Regions from separate parts of the Rattus norvegicus genome. Here region 2 is linked to region 1. Evidence: chromatin contacts called from public Hi-C data. All regions are on one chromosome and are shown on one strand. Each heading gives the region's core, a stretch centred on a gene start, on an enhancer-like site or on the middle of the called end of the contact. The rest is flanking DNA. Distances are from core to core; before and after follow the strand shown.

Region 1 (7,568 bases), core at 1,671-4,170:
TTAATGAGGCCTACATCCCTGTCCTCTCTCCTCCTCCCTCATCCCTCTCTGAGCGTTAAAGAGGTCTAAGTTTCCAATAGCCAGCTCATCCTCTGCACTTTCCTGGGACTTTGCTCCTTGGCCTGCCCCTCACGACAGACACTGGCTCTTGTGTCAGTTTCCACCATGACAGTGTTTTAAGTCTTATCTGGGGATGAGTGGAGAAAAGAGCTGCTTTCTAACCCTTTCCTGGCCTCTGCTCCACTCAAGGGTCCACAGGATTTCTGGACTCCCCTGGAGTCCTTCCTGAACTACAGAGGTTCAGCCAAGCTTTAAGTGAGTGCTTTCCCTATGAAAATAGAATGAAGTAAGGAGGGGCTGGAGAAATAGCCCAGCAGTTAAGAGTTTTGCTACCATTCCAGAGGACCCAAGTTTGATTTCCCAGCACCACATGGAGGTCCACAACCATCTGTAACTCTAGCTCTGATGCCCTCTTCTGGCCTCCACTGACAGCAGGCACACATGTGGCACACAGACATATATGCAAGCAGAACACCCATAGTCATAAGTTTCTTTTAATTATCCAGGGAGAGATGGATAACTCCCTTTGTGCTCAGAGGCTGGCTCCTGTGGGAAGGAGAGAGCCAGGGCCGCTGAGGCGGCAAGGGAGGACAAAATAAAACTCTGGTGGTGCTTTGGCAGGATGGTGAGGTCATCAGCTTCATTTGGTGGCGGTGGTAGAATGTGGTGGCAGACACTTAGATCTGGATACCGGTCTCGGAATGAACCGTAAGCACTCTGACACTGAGTCGTGCTCCAGTCACCTTTGGCAATTGTTTTAACTCTCTGAGTAAGGCTTCATCCGTGTAAATATCACGATGGAGGGCCAGCCACACAAATGGGTGGTAAGCATACCCAGACAGCAACTGTCAAGATGCTCTGTGCTGGGACACACCTAGAGGCTTCTGAATGTGATGTAATCGAATTCTTGACATAAAGAGGTGTGTTCGAGCCTCAGTAAGTGGCGAGCTTGGCGAAGCATTATCCAGTCCCTGGAGTCACTAATGGTGAGATTCTAGCCTGCTTTGGAGGAGGGCAGAGACAACTCAGGACATGAGCCTTTCTGGAAAGTACCCTGGGCGTGTGTAGCCCTGTGCCTCTTACAGACTCCAGGGGGCCTGCTGAGAGCTGCCAGGTCCAGCTGTGTAGCTGTGACCCACTCCTGGGTGTTCACCTGCAGTCCACTGCCCAGCTGTTAGAGTAAACTGCTCTGCCCTATAGTTCTAACAAGAAAGACCTCGAGTCCTGCTGAATACTGACTCCTTCCAGAGGATACTTTCCTGATTCTCACACAGCTGTCCTATGGGTTACTTGGTGAGGGTAGGGAGGAGGGAAGGGATCCATCCGAGGTGGTGAAGACTATACCTGAGAAGTGTCCAGTCTATTCTGTTTCCTTCTACAAAGCTCTTTTGGACATGTAGATAAGCCCTCTCCCATTTTATGAATGAGAAATCCGTTGCCTAAACACGGGGTACACGTTTTTAGCTCAAGGTCATCCACTGAACTCTAAGCCTTAAACAGAGGGTTTATTTTTTTTTTAAATGTAGCCTTTCTTTTTTTTTTTTTTTTTTTTTTTTTATTAACTTGAGTATTTCTTATATGCATTTCGAGTGTTATTCCCTTTCCCGGTATCCGGGCAAACATCCCCCACCCCCCTCCCCTTCCTTATGGGTGTTCCCCTCCCAACCCTCCCCCCATTGCCGCCCTCCCCCCTTATTTTTTTCTCATTTCAAACTCAGTGTGCTTCTCTACCAGCTTTCCCTCTTACACAAAGGCCAATGTGTTTCCCGCCTCAGTGACCCCTTTTGCAAAAAACGGAAGAGGCAGGGGGAATGAGTGTTGGAATCTACAGTGAAGGAGGAAGCCAGCAAACAAAGGCAAGCAAACCCTCTGTCGTTTGTCTCCGGAAAGGTGGGAGCTCTCCTACCCTGCAGCTTCTCTAGCAGGTCTGCTCTCGAAGCTCCTGCCCATCGTATTCTTTGCCACCTCCCTGCCAAGCCAAATGCACCCATCGGTGCCAAAGGTTCTTGTGTGCCCAATACCCTTCCTACCTTTATACTCCACTGCACATGTCCCTGAACCCTGGATCCTTCCCTCTAACAACCTTTCCCCAGCAGGTCAGAGGAGGATGGTAAAGTGTCAGGTGGGTCTCAGAGCTCCAGGAAAAGAAATGGCTACATAAAGCTCTGTCCAGGTGAAGCTCAAAATAGTCATCTTCAAAGAGAAAAACTGGGACAGAGAGCTGAGTAGACCCAGAGCCACAGAACCAATGGAGAAGGGGCAGCGATGTCAGACTAAGGGCATTTCCAAGCCCCCAGCGCCTTGTTCCCATATCCCAGTTAACACTGCTTTCAAGTCGTGCCAGAACCCCCCTTGTATCTTCCTTGAAAGTCTGCATCCTTCGAAGAATGTGAGCCCCACTTTTACAGAAGCATCCAATAAATCCCTTGTCACAGGGAAAAATGCCCCCAGAAAGGGGTCCCCGCAAGCCCTTTTTCCATGAGACCTGCCCTCCACTCCTCCCTTTGGAATAAAAGCCCCTGAGCCTCTTTCATGAAAAAAGCGCCCAGGTCCTCCTTTCCAGGAAAAGGGACCGGGTCCCTCGTGCCTCCCGCCGCCCCCGCTTGCAGAGAAGAGAAGCCTGCGCCCCCGCCTCCTCCGGGCTGCCCTCACCTGGCTGGCGGCCGGCGGGTCGGCTTCGGTCCCAGCCGGCGATCCTGCTCGGTGAGGACGCCGGGCTGCACACTGGTCGCCCACGCTGCGGCTTGACCAGGCCTCCGGGGGTGGCGGGGGGCTCAGCCGGCGACGAGTGGGGACCCCGGCAAGGGAGGCGTGAGCGAGTGGGAAGGACAGCAGAAGCTGAAGCGGAGAAGCGCAAGGGCGGGGAGCAGGGGAGGCGGAGGGGAGAGCGGAGGACGAGGGAGGGGCTCCGAGCAGCCGGGCCTGGGGCACCGCACCGAGCCTGCGCTGAGCGTGGGACCCTTCCTCATTCCTGGATCCTGAGCTTTATCCTCTGGGTGCCGAGCACAGGCGTCATTGATCCAAGTTAGCAGGTGGGGAAACCGAGGCCGCTAGAGAGGCCACCCTAGGGTGGCCCAAGTCATCCTACAGAACAGCTTTTTATCTTGTGTAGGGAGAGAGGACTCGGGCAAGGCACGGACAGGGCTGCAAGCAAGGACAGTAGGAGGTGAGGTTTTGTATGGGACAGATGTCCAGGCTGAGTGGCCTTGGGGAAGGTCTGAGGGAAGAGAAGGATAAATGGGTCAGTGTCCTTAGTAAAGTAAGAGGTGAAAATGCCCCACTTTTCATTTCTCACTTCTAAGTCTGCAAATATCCCTCCCCCTGCACCTCGTGTGCTAGCAAGGCTGGAGGAAGGACAAAGCTGCAGGCATCAGCACTTCAGCATGAGACCCTCTGAGAAGAACAAAGGAGGAGCAAGATCCTTGGAATATACTGATTTTTTTTTTTTTTTTTCTGGAAAGGGTTGAGAAGGACAATGGAAGGTCCCTGTGTGGCACATGGACTTTCTGGGGAGCTATGCCCAGGGTAGCAGGAGTCCAGCAACACCTCAGGGCTGGGATCAGCATCTGCCCTCCTACCCCACCCCCACACAGAGGTCTACAGGAGCCCTGGCCCTCAGGAGCTTTCCTTCTGGAATTCTCCACATATCTGGTCCCAGTTACTACAGTATAAGTCATTGCCAGTGGAGAAGTGATGAGCGTGGGAAGCTCCTCCAGGGTGTTGGGTATAAGAGGGCACAAGGCAAAGTGCCTGCCTAGCCCTTGTCAGATCACAAAATGTCTCCTTCTCCTTGAAAGTTGGGGAGGGGGACATTTCAATGGAGAGGGCACCGGGGGTGGGTTGAGTCGCACAGACATGCAGTTGGTAAGACATGCAGAGTTGGGAAAGGCCAGGAGCCAACCTGTGACAACTGTGGCCTTCCTTAGGCACTGGACCCCCCAATCAGGGGAGGAAAGGGGAGGGAGGGAGGGAGGCAGGACATTTGAATACCAGTTGGGGCTGGAAGACACTTGATGCTTAATATGGCAGAGCTCTGAACAGAGAAACCGGGGTGAGGTGGAGATAGATGAGTAACACAGGGTGAGGTGGGGATGGGTGAATAACATGGCAGTAGGCATTGCTTCAGGATCCTGGGAAGGCAGAGGTCGGGAAAGACATGGTGAGGAGCTGCTGGGTGTGGGGGCAGTCAGGAGTGGGGGCGCCACAGAGATACCAGATAGACATTAGGAATTGATAGGGCTCAGAGCAAAGGACCCAGGCTAGGCTGTAGTCTTTGCTTGTTCCTACCTTGTAAATCACTCTGGTTCAAACAGCAGGTGCTGGCAGTACCCTAGCCTGGATGTTGCCTGCACAGGCGTTTGACCCTAACTCGAATTTGCATCTCTCTCCTGGAGCATTCTCGGCTGTGCAGTTAGTAAGGCTAGAGTGATGAAGAGCTAGTACCCCCTAGCAACCCTCCACTAATGAGGGGCATGGGCTTGAAGTGAATACTTCGGCTTCCTGCTTCCTCGGGGAGAACTTCATATACCCAGTTCCAAGATGTGTTCTAGCAGAATTAAACCCTTTTAGGAGCTGGAGAGATGGCTCAGCAGTCAAGAGCACTGGCTGCTCTTCCAAAGGTCCCGAATTCAATTCCCAGCATCCACATGGCAGGTCACATCTGTCTATAACTCTTGTTTCAGTGGATTTGACACCCTCACATGTACTACAAGCAGGCAGAACACCAATGTACATAAACTAAAACAAGAGTTAAGAAAGAAACACCTTTAGCAACAACATAGTAACATCTGCATACTTTAATTTCCTTCTTTCCTTTCAGGCCCCACCAGTTTCCTGTGATTACCTCCTAAATACTGAAATTCATTCTCTCTCTCTCTCTCTCTCTCTCTCTCTCTCTCTCTCTCTCTCTGTGTGTGTGTGTGTGTGTGTGTGTGTGTGTGTGTGTGTGTGTTCATGCATGAAGGTACCATTAAAAAAAGGGAGGAGGAGGAAGAGGAGGTACCCATAGAGGTCAGAAGAGGGTATCTGGTTTGGTTCTCTGGAGCTGAAATTACAGGAGCTGCCTCCTATGGGTGCTGGGAACAGAATTCTGCACGTGCTTTTAACCTTAAGGTCACCTCTCCAGCCTCTGAGCCCAAATTCAGAGTCAGAGTCAGACTGGGTAATTAGTGTCTGTGTGGGATTGCATAGGTGCTTTTCACAGCCATTATCCCGTTTACTTTCTGATCACCCTTTACAGATGAGGGATAAAGAGTTAAGTGCATGGGGTCTGGCTCCAGAATCCATTCCTTCACACAGGGCTGCAGCCTTCTTTACTCTGGTCTTCTCTAGACTTTGTTATCTGAGATGAGATGGGGTGGGCTGGGTGGGGTGGATGGGTAGGGGGAGGACACTGTCCTGCCTGGGGATGCAGCGAATCCAACTTCTCTTGCAACTAAAACAGTTAAAGAGATGCAAGCAGATGTCACTGTGGGAGAAAATAACTTTCTTTGTGTCTTAGCTTCATGTCAACTTGACGAAAGCTAGGACCATTGGAGAGGAGGGAACCTCAGTTGAGAAAATGCTTCCACAGGATCTGGCTGCAGGGAAGCTTGTTGGACACTTTCCTAATTAGTGATTGATGTGGGAGAAAACAGCCTATTTTGAGTGGGGAGACCCATAGGATGGTGGTCCTGGGTGCTGTAAGAAAGCAGCCTGAGCAAGCCATGAGGAGCAAGCCAGTAAGCAGCACCCTCCATGGCCTCTGCATCAGCTCCTGCCTCCAGGTTCCTTCCTTCCGTGAGTTCCTGTCCTGACTTCCCTTCAGCAATGACCAGTAATATGGAAGTGCAGGCAAAATGAACCCTCTTCTCCCCAACTTGCTTTTGGTCATGGTGTTTTGTCATAGCAATATAACCCTCAGTAAGATACTCACTTTCTTATTTACCTTTTTTATATGGACTCTCTTTATAGCCTGGGTTAGCCTTAAACTCTCCATGTAGTTATGCCATTAGTCCCCAAATGCTGAGATTGCAGGCATATGAATCCATGCCAGCACCTAGAAAGTGCTTGTTTGTTTAGTCTTTTTACATTTCATGTGTGTGCTCACATGTATTTGTGTGTATGAGCACATGCATTTGTGTGTGTCATGGTGCAAATGTGGAGGTCAGAGTACACCTTGTGGGAGTTGGTTCTCTCCTTCCCTTTGTGAGTTCTAGGTGTGAAACCCAGGTGGCAACTGCAAGGCCAGTCAGTCCTTTCTCTCTTTGTGTGAGTCAGTCTGAGAGGGCCTACCTCTGCTGGCAGCCAACTCTGCTCACCTACTTTTCTTTCCATCTTGGAATGTGCACTTGAAGGACAGCCGGCACTTTGACAGTGAAGTGCTGGGAGGTACAGCTTCTACCCAGCAGGATGCTTGGATGAATGTGCCTTAGACCTTGCCTCAAGGAGACAACACTTGTCAGTCAGTGGTGGGCACACCTTCAATCCCAGCACTTGCAAGGCAGAGGCAGTTGGATCTCTGTGAGTTTGAGCCCAGCCTTTTCTACAGAAGGAGTTCTAAGACAGTCAGGATTGTTTCATAAAGAAACCCTGTCTTAAAAAAAAAAAAAAGAAAAAGAAAAAGAGAAAGAGAAAAAAGGAGATAACTCTTTAACCCTTTAGTGGGACAGTAGGGACCTCAAAGAGGAAGCATTTTCGGCTGAGTTGGGGGATCAGAGAAGGTGACATGTAGGAATGGCAAATGTCTACACAATGACGAGGATGATAAGGGCTCTGACTTAGTGAGTGGGGTGTAGATGGGGGAGTCGGGGTGAAGGACCCAATTAAAGGTAAAGAGTCTGATATGAGTGACAGTGTGGGGGAGGCACAGAGAGCAGTTGGGAGACGGAGCTGCATGTGCCAAATGTAAAAAGACAAAAGAAAAAAAGAGAGAAGGGACAGAGGGAAGAAGGAAGCCTGTGGAGGAAAGAATGTGGCTGCATCTAGGTAAGCGTGGCCTATGCAGGAGAAGGCGAAGTAATGGGGGAGATTAGAAGGGAGACTCCATGGGTACCAGAGAACACGAGGACACAAGCTCACAATTTAATTAGCTTCGTGGCTTGCCAAAGGATTACAGGAGCATTAGCAAAGCTTGGGAGTCTAGGGACCTTGCTGGGAGTTGAGGGGAAGTTAATGAGAAAGAGGACAACACGCCCCAGGGAGAAATGAAAGAGGAGGACTTGTCAGTCAAGCAGAGGAGCCAGCAGGAGAAACAGATGTCAGGACGCTGAGCCTCTGCCTCCCTAGAAGATTGCAGACCTCCAGGGGAGCAAACAGGTAGGGTTCCCAAGTCAGGCTCCTGTCCTACGGCCCACATAGGTGTCCATCCTTTGAGTACCTGGTAAGTCACTTGAAGCAGGAAAACCTGGGAGTGGCTATGGAGCTCAAGTCCCCATGTTTACCTGGCCCTTTTCCTAGGAGGGCCCAAGGCTCTAACACTTGATAGATGGCAGAACTAAAGCCCTCGTCTTCATGTGAACAGGAAGGTG
Region 2 (7,568 bases), core at 1,941-4,440, 150 kb before region 1:
TGGGATCGCAGGCTTGGGCTACATACTAGGGGGCCGTGTTTACCATGTGCCAGCAGCTAAAGTTCTCCCAAAGCAGGGGCTGGAGGAATGGTTAAGTAAGTGGTTAAGAGCACCCGACTGCTCTTCCAGAGGTCCTGAGTTCAATTCCCAGCAACCACATGGTGGCTCACAACCATGTGTAAAGAGATCCGATGCCCTCTTCTGGTGTATCTGAAGACAGCTACAGTGTACTTATATATGATAAATGAATAAATCTTTTAAAAAATTAAAAAAAATAAAATAAATGAAATCTTTAAAAAAATTCTCTCAAAGCTTGAGGCTAGAGAGATGATGGCTGCTCTTCCAGTGGACCTGGTTTTGACTTCCAGGATCCAAGTGGCAGCTCACAACCATCTGTCCTTCTAATGCCACCTTCTGCTGTCTACAAGCAATGCACACATGTGGTACTCAGACACACAGATAGGCAAAATACCCATACACATAAAATAAAAATGAGCAAGTCTTTTTAAAAAAAAAAAACTCCCCCACATCTGGGTGTTACACTAGGCTACACTAAAATCCTGGTAATCGGAAGCTTTTGCTCACTGACCCTCCCAGTAAGTTCACACCCCACCCTTCTGCGTGGCTTCCCACCTCCTCATATACCTCCGTCAGTTCAGTGGCCTCCCTCTCTCTTGGCAGAGCTTTGAGCTTATTCCCGAGATCTCTGCCTAGCTCCACCAGTCCTCCACCACTCACTGAGGCTTTCCGACCACTCTCTTAAAAATGGTGCCCCAACCCTCATCCTGAAATCGCCCACACTTCTTCACATAATGAACAACCAACTTCCTGGTTGTGTTAACTATTCTTCTCATCCAGATATCCAGAGCTTCATAAGAGACCCTGCCATCATCTCTGTTGTTAGGGACACACGGTCCAACAACAGTTCATGAGATGTAGTTGATCCTCAGTAAAACCAAACCAAACCAAACCAAAACACCCCCTTTTCGCTTTTTTTTTTTGACAGGATTTCAGGGTTACAGCCCTAGCTGTTCTGTAACTCACTCTGTAGACCAGGCTGGCCTCACAGATCACAGATGCCTCTGCTTCCTGAGGTGCTGCCCGGCTCAGAAACTATTTCTCAAGTATTTATCTGATATTAAGAGTATGGTGTATATATGTTCACTGTGTGCCTGCAGCAGCCTGCAGATGTCAGGAGAGTCATGGGATCCCCGGAAACTGTAGTGGCAATTATGAGCCACCATGTCAGTGCTGGAGACCAAACTTGGGTCCTCTGCAAGAGCAGCAAGCACTCTAACCACTGAGTAGTCTCTCCAGCCCCCACCCTGCCAATGAATATTAGACTAATGAATCTTCACATCCTGTTCTCATACAGCAACTTCCTGGACTCCTAGGTCATCCAAGGATGGAGGTGAGCTTCATGGCTCTACCTTCCTGGAGTTTCCCATTCACTGAACCCCTATCTAAAAGGAGGGCTGAGGCAGTGCCCAGCAAAGTGTGTGGCTCCTGAGAGAATCTCGGGGCTTTCTTGTGCTGGACCTGGAGGAAGCGGGTACAGCCTCAACAAACCACACCAGTGAGCTCATGGATGCCAGAGAGTTTGTGGACCTGCGTGTGCTGCAGAAAGGCTCCATGATCAGCATCATCACTGGTGCCAAGAACCATGCATCCATCCACATGAATGAGGCAGGTTCCATGGCCAGTTTAAAACCAATGGCACCTGCGGGACCATTTGCAGGATGGGTGAGTGAGATAATTCTATTCTCTGATTGGCTAACTCGGATGGCATTGTCTCAAAAGAACTTCTGGCCAGAGAAAATCAGAAAATATTTATCATACATAACGGTATGAACCCCCCTCAGGACACTCCCAGGGAGCCTCACATGTCCCATTATCCTCCCCTGCTCCCCACAAAGGGCCCAGGCCCACCTTGACCTGGGCGTAGAAACTGCCCAGGCTGCAGCAGACGCGGCACTCCAGCATGGTGTCATCATTGTTGTGGGCATAGCGCAGGGCCTTCTCAAAGCTCTCTAGGGCCTTCTGGAAGAGGCTGAGGCCCAGGAAAGCATTGCCCATGCTCAGGCTGACCTGACCCCCAAGCTGGGCACCAGCCCTGGTGCCAGGCAGGCCGAGGCAGGTCTTGCAGTAGGAGATGGTTTTGTGAAACTCACATAGCTTCTCATTGCTGCGTGCCAGGTTCAGGTAGCTTTCGAGCAGGAAATCCGCATCCTCCAGTTCCCGAGCAGTGTCGATCTGGACCACGGCAAACTGACCCCAGGGTAACAGGTAGGTGACACTCAGCCAAGGCTCACCCTGCACCCCCTTGCTGCCATAGCCAGCCCTACTTCACAGCCAGAGCGAATGGCAGACCCCAAAGCTCAGACTCAAGAATTCATCCTCCCAAGCTCCAGTCACCGCAAAGCTCAGGTAGACACTACCCTGTCACTCCCAGCCTCAGACCTGGAGTCTACAACTGATCAGCCTGACCCTCAAATTTATAGCCTGTTCCTCCAGGCAGCAAGCAGCAGACTTAAAACCTAGGCTTGGAGGTCTGGACCCTGGCTCCTGATGCCAGAGTCTCACAGGCTTTGACACTGAAGCTGAAGGCCACAGGCCTGACTCTAAAGATACCCAGCCATCTAAGAGGAGATTTCCATGCATATTCAAAACTTCAAACAAAAGACATTAGCCTATGAGACACAGAGGGTTCTCAGGAAGATACAAGGGCCCCTGGGAGTAGGAAGCCACCCAGCCCTGTTCCCAACCCTCTCAGTGCCTGGGCCCTCCCACAGCACCCTGGAAGGGTATTGTCTACCTTCAGCATCTCTTTGTAGCGGCCCATCTCCGAGTGAGCTGTTACCAAGCAGCCCAGCACCCGGAAGCGGCCCACGAGGTCAGAGCCCTTCTCCAGCACCTTCATCCACACTTGCAGTGCCTTCTCTGTCTGGTTGGACTGGTACAGCTGCAGTCCTTTTTCGATCTGTTGCTTTGTCTGGTCCTGCCCCATCCTCCCACAGTCTGGCCACTCGGAAAGACCGTGGTTGGCTAGGTGTCTTTAGACCTTCATGGTGTTGGACCCACAGTGCCAGCTGATCTCTGGGAGGGAAAAGCAACACCAGGCAAAAGCTAAGCAGGGCCTGGATGGACAACGGGCGCCACCCTGGGAACAAGGCTGGTTCAGCCCCTGTCTGCAGCTGTCCCTGCCAGTTGGGGCCACGTGGCTTCTGAGGAATGTCAGCAGCAAGGTCACGAGGGTTTCTGCTGCACCCACTCAAAGCTGAAAGGTGGCTGCCCCGGGGATACAGGCACTGTGCCACCTGAGAACCTGTTTGGTGCCTTTTTGACACTTTGACACTGGCCTTGATGCCCTAGCAGGTTCAGCTCTCAAAGGCTGTCTGCCAGGATGTGGGCAAGCCTTAGGCCAGAGGTTCTGACAGCAGGAAAAACAGCAGGCAGAACACTGGGCATACAGGCATCAGGGAGGTGAGGTGAATGTCCAGCCTGCTTATTCTCCTTGCTTCTTTTTCTTTTCTTCTGTTTTTCTTTTCTTCTCTCTCTCTCTCTCCTCTCTCCCGCTCCCTCCCTTCCCCCCCTCTTCCCTCCCCCTCCTTCTTCTTCTGTGTACCCTGGCTGTCTTAGAACTTGTTTTTTAGACCAGGGTAGCCTCAAACTTAGATATCTCCCTGACTCTGCCTCCCAAGTGCTGGGACCAAAGGAATGAGCCACACCTGGCTAATGGAACATTCCACCCCTCCCACACAAGACAGGGTTTCTCTGCATAGCCCTGGCTGTTCTGGAACTCACTCTACACCAGGATGGCCTGGAACTCCGAGATCTGCCTGTCTCAGCCTCCTGAGTGTGGGACTAAAGGTGTGTGCCATCACAGCCCAGCTTTGCCTCTTTTCTTCCCAGTTTCTCCCCCGTTTTGTCTTCACATTTTACTCATCACATAGACACTTACCTGGACACACGTCCACACTGTTCCCAACACCTCACCTTAGCCTGTTGGTGGGAGGTCTGGTTTTCTCCTAACTCGATTAATTAAGCAAATCATGCAGCTCTCTGAGCCTGCTTCCTCCTCTCCAAAGCGAGGACAGTTAGACTCTCACAGCGGCGTGGTGGTTCTCACACAGCACAGCAATGGGTACCAGCCTGCCTCTGCTTGCTGTATTTCTGAATTAGCTGTGTGAGCGCAGAGAATGTGGGCACATTGCTAGCCCTGAAGAAGAAAAGTTAACAGCACCTAGTTCACAGGATTGCCACAGAACTAGAAGACTTGATGGCCGACAAGGACTTAGAACAGTGTCTAGTGTGAAGGAAACACAGTGTGTTAGTGAGAAAATATGGAATGACCCCTTGACAAAATGATGACCAGAGGTCACAATTAGGTCCTTGAAGGTTCAAAAAGTATCCCAGTTCCAGGGGCTGGTGAGACGGTGTAATAGCATTTGCTGCCAAACACAACAACCTGAGCTCCATCCCTGGGATCCATGTGACAGGACGAACAGACTCCCAGAAGAGGGTGTGCATTACACATGCACACAATAAATAAGAACATTTTAAATGCTCCAATTCCAATTCCAGCTCTGGTTTGAGTGTCTTAACAGTGAACTCGAACACCAAACACTGCAGCATATTGTCACAGCGGTGCCTGGCCTGCCACTATTTTCAGAAGTGTGCACTCACGAGCAGTTCCCATCAGCCCTCCCTAATTATGGCTAGAGTGTGTCTCCCATCCTAGATCCGTATCCTGAAGGCCTAACCCCTTCCTCCCAACGCATCTGTATACGCAAACAGTCTAGAGCTAGTTAAGGTGGGCTCTAATCCAGCTGCAGGAGACGGCTTCACACAGACTTACATGCAGGCAAAACGCCAATGCACAGACAATGAAAAATCTTTTTCTTTTAAGGGCTGGAGAGATGACTGCTCTTCCAGAGTTGAATTCCCAGCAACCACATGATGGCTCACAACCATCTGTAAAGAGATCCGATGCCCTCTTCTGGTGTGTCTGAAGACAGCTACAGTGTACTTATATATAATAAATGAATAAATAAATCTTTAAAAAAAAAAGAAGGCTGGACAATAAACAGACATTGCCTACCCACAGTGCTCTAAGGCTGGTAAAACGAGGGTCAATGTGCATGACTGAGAGGGTGTACTTATATATAATGAATAAATTAAAAATTTTAAAAGTTTTTTTTTAAAAGGGCTAATTAAGGGTAAGTGAGGCAATAGGGGTTGAGTGACTTTTTCTGGGGAAATATCAAGTCTTTTTACCAGGTAGACTTGGGTAGACCTGTATTTTAAAAAGTATATTTAGCTAGGTGTGGTGATATATACGCTTCCAAAGCCAACATGTCAGAGGCAGGTCTACATAGCAAGCAGGCCAGCCTAGTTTACATAGAAAGTTCCAGGTCATCTAAGGCGACAAAGTGAAACCTTATCTCAAAAAACATGTGTACTGTGGACTGGAGAGATGGCTCAGTGGTTAAGAGCAATGACTGCTCTTCTAGAGGTACTGAGTTCAAGTCCCAGCAACCACATGGTGACTCACAACCATTTATAAGGGGATCTGATGCCCTCTTCTGGCCTATGGATGCATATGCAGCAGAGCACTCATACATTCAATAAATTTTAAAAATTAAAAAATAGCAATAAAAAGCGTGCATATGCCCACAGAGGTCAGGAGAGGGCATTAGATCTCCAGGAAATGGAGTTACAGACAGCTGTGAGCAGGGGATTGAACTGGGGTGCTCTGGAAGAGCGGTCAGCTCTCTTGACCTCTGACCATCTCTGTGGAGTCCACCCAAGTTTACCCTGAGTAACCAGAGTTCCCTGGAGCATGGGTGACTTAGGCAGTTCCATCATAACACCCACCTGACATAGGGATGACTCCGGAGGCCTCACAGGCTCGCAGGCAATCCCACTGAAGCGTCTCCCTCCTCCACCAATGATTCAACAGACACCTAGAGTTGAAACTTTGGTTGTTCTAAGGTCTGTGAGCAGTCCTCACAAGAAGAGATATTTGTTGTGCTTTTGTGGGGAGGCTTAAACAGTGATCCCGGAATCCTACATGGGACACCAGGACCTAACCCAAGAAGGGATTTCGCCTGTCTAGCTTGAGTGAACCAATGACTTTATTACAGTTCCCTACAGGAGCAGGGTGACTCAAAAGCTCCTGGAAAGTATCGCTGGAAAGCTGACCCCAGCAGATGAGGACTTCTGCATCCCTGGAGCCTCCTCCACAGCTGACAGTCTGATCCACCACGTCTCCTTCCTCCCAGCACCCGCTCACGGGTTCCAGAACCTTATAGATTCCTTGGCTTCCTGAGTCCTGAGCCTCTCTCTCCACCCCCTCCCTGAGGACATTTCAGTTTGCAGGAATCAGCTCCATGATACTGGAGTGGGCCTTAACACCTATTATGGGTGAGAGGTCAGGACTTAGACACAGGAAGACAATGTGAATCCGAGTGTGTGGTGCACACCTGGAGGATCAACTCAAGGCCATCTTCAGGTACGAGGAATTAAGACCAACCGAGGCTACAAAGGACCGTCTCAAAGGAAAAAACAAATGGAGAGACCAATTCTTGAACATCTTGAATTTCTAGCTTCTGACCCTGAGTGTTCATGGAGTTGCCTACTTGGGATGCCTGGACCATGTACCTTTAGGGTATGACCTTTAGGGAAAGGTTTTTGTTGTTGTTGTTTTTTTGTTTTTTTTTTTTTAGGTAGCATAACGTTTGGGGAAGATAGATCTGTTTTTATTATGTGTGTGTGTGTGTGTGGGGGGAAAGGAGTGTGTATCATAAATGCAGGCGCCTGTGGAGTTTGCAAGTGTTGAATGCCCATAGGCAGTCGTGAGATGCTTCATGAACAAACATGGGTCCTCTTCAAGAGTGGGAAACAACATTTATGTATTTACTTGTTTATTTGATGCAGATGCTCTCTACACAGCCCTGGCTGTCCGGGAACTGTGAAGACCAGGCTGGACTGGAAGCACTCACTCGACACACCTGGCAGCGATGCAGGTCATAAACAGCAGAGGTATCTTTCCATCTGCTTGTTTTCTTCTTAGGGTCAGTGTGATGGCTAGTTTGTCAACGTGACACAACCAAGAGTCTCCAGGGAAGGGAATGCTTTGGCTTCTGTAGTAGTTTGAATCGGCACAGCCCCATACACTCACACATTTGAACGCTTGGCTCATGTGGAATGGCACTGTTAGGAGGTGTGGCCTGGCTGGAGTGTGTGGCTCTGTGGGAGGAAGTGTGTCACTGAGGATGCAGGCTTTGAGGTCTCATATATATATATGCTCAAGTCTGGCCAGTGAGAGATAGCCTCCTCCCTGTTACCTTCAGATCAAGACGTAGAACTCTCGGCTCCTCCAGCACCATGTCTGCCTGCGTGCTGCTACCCTTCCTCCCATGATGATAATGGATTAAACCTCTGAACCTGTAAGCCAGTCCCATTTAAAGTTGCCTTGGTCATGGTGTCTCTTCACAGCAATAAAACTCTAAGACAGAACTGATATCAGGAACTTGGATATTGCTGTAATTGCTGACCATGTTCTT

What was found. A called contact is a pair of places that touch in the nucleus more often than the background predicts.
Region 2: a Hi-C map of kidney shows a contact between it and region 1, with 3 times the contacts expected there. The contact joins the promoter of Rapsn here to the promoter of C1qtnf4 in region 1. A contact is called at or near these places in 5 of 12 Hi-C or Micro-C datasets (the A7r5 cell line, hepatocytes, kidney and 1 more).

The regions. Positions count from the first base shown.
Region 1 is chr3:97,319,723-97,327,290 of GRCr8, reverse strand. C1qtnf4 (C1q and TNF related 4) reads right to left here and starts at 2,920. Exons shown (of 2, transcript NM_001107745.1): 1 at 2,713-2,920.
Region 2 is chr3:97,466,513-97,474,080 of GRCr8, reverse strand. It overlaps Rapsn (receptor-associated protein of the synapse), which reads right to left and starts at 3,190. Exons shown (of 8, transcript NM_001399728.1): 1 at 2,816-3,190; 2 at 1,930-2,268. The coding sequence starts at 3,007.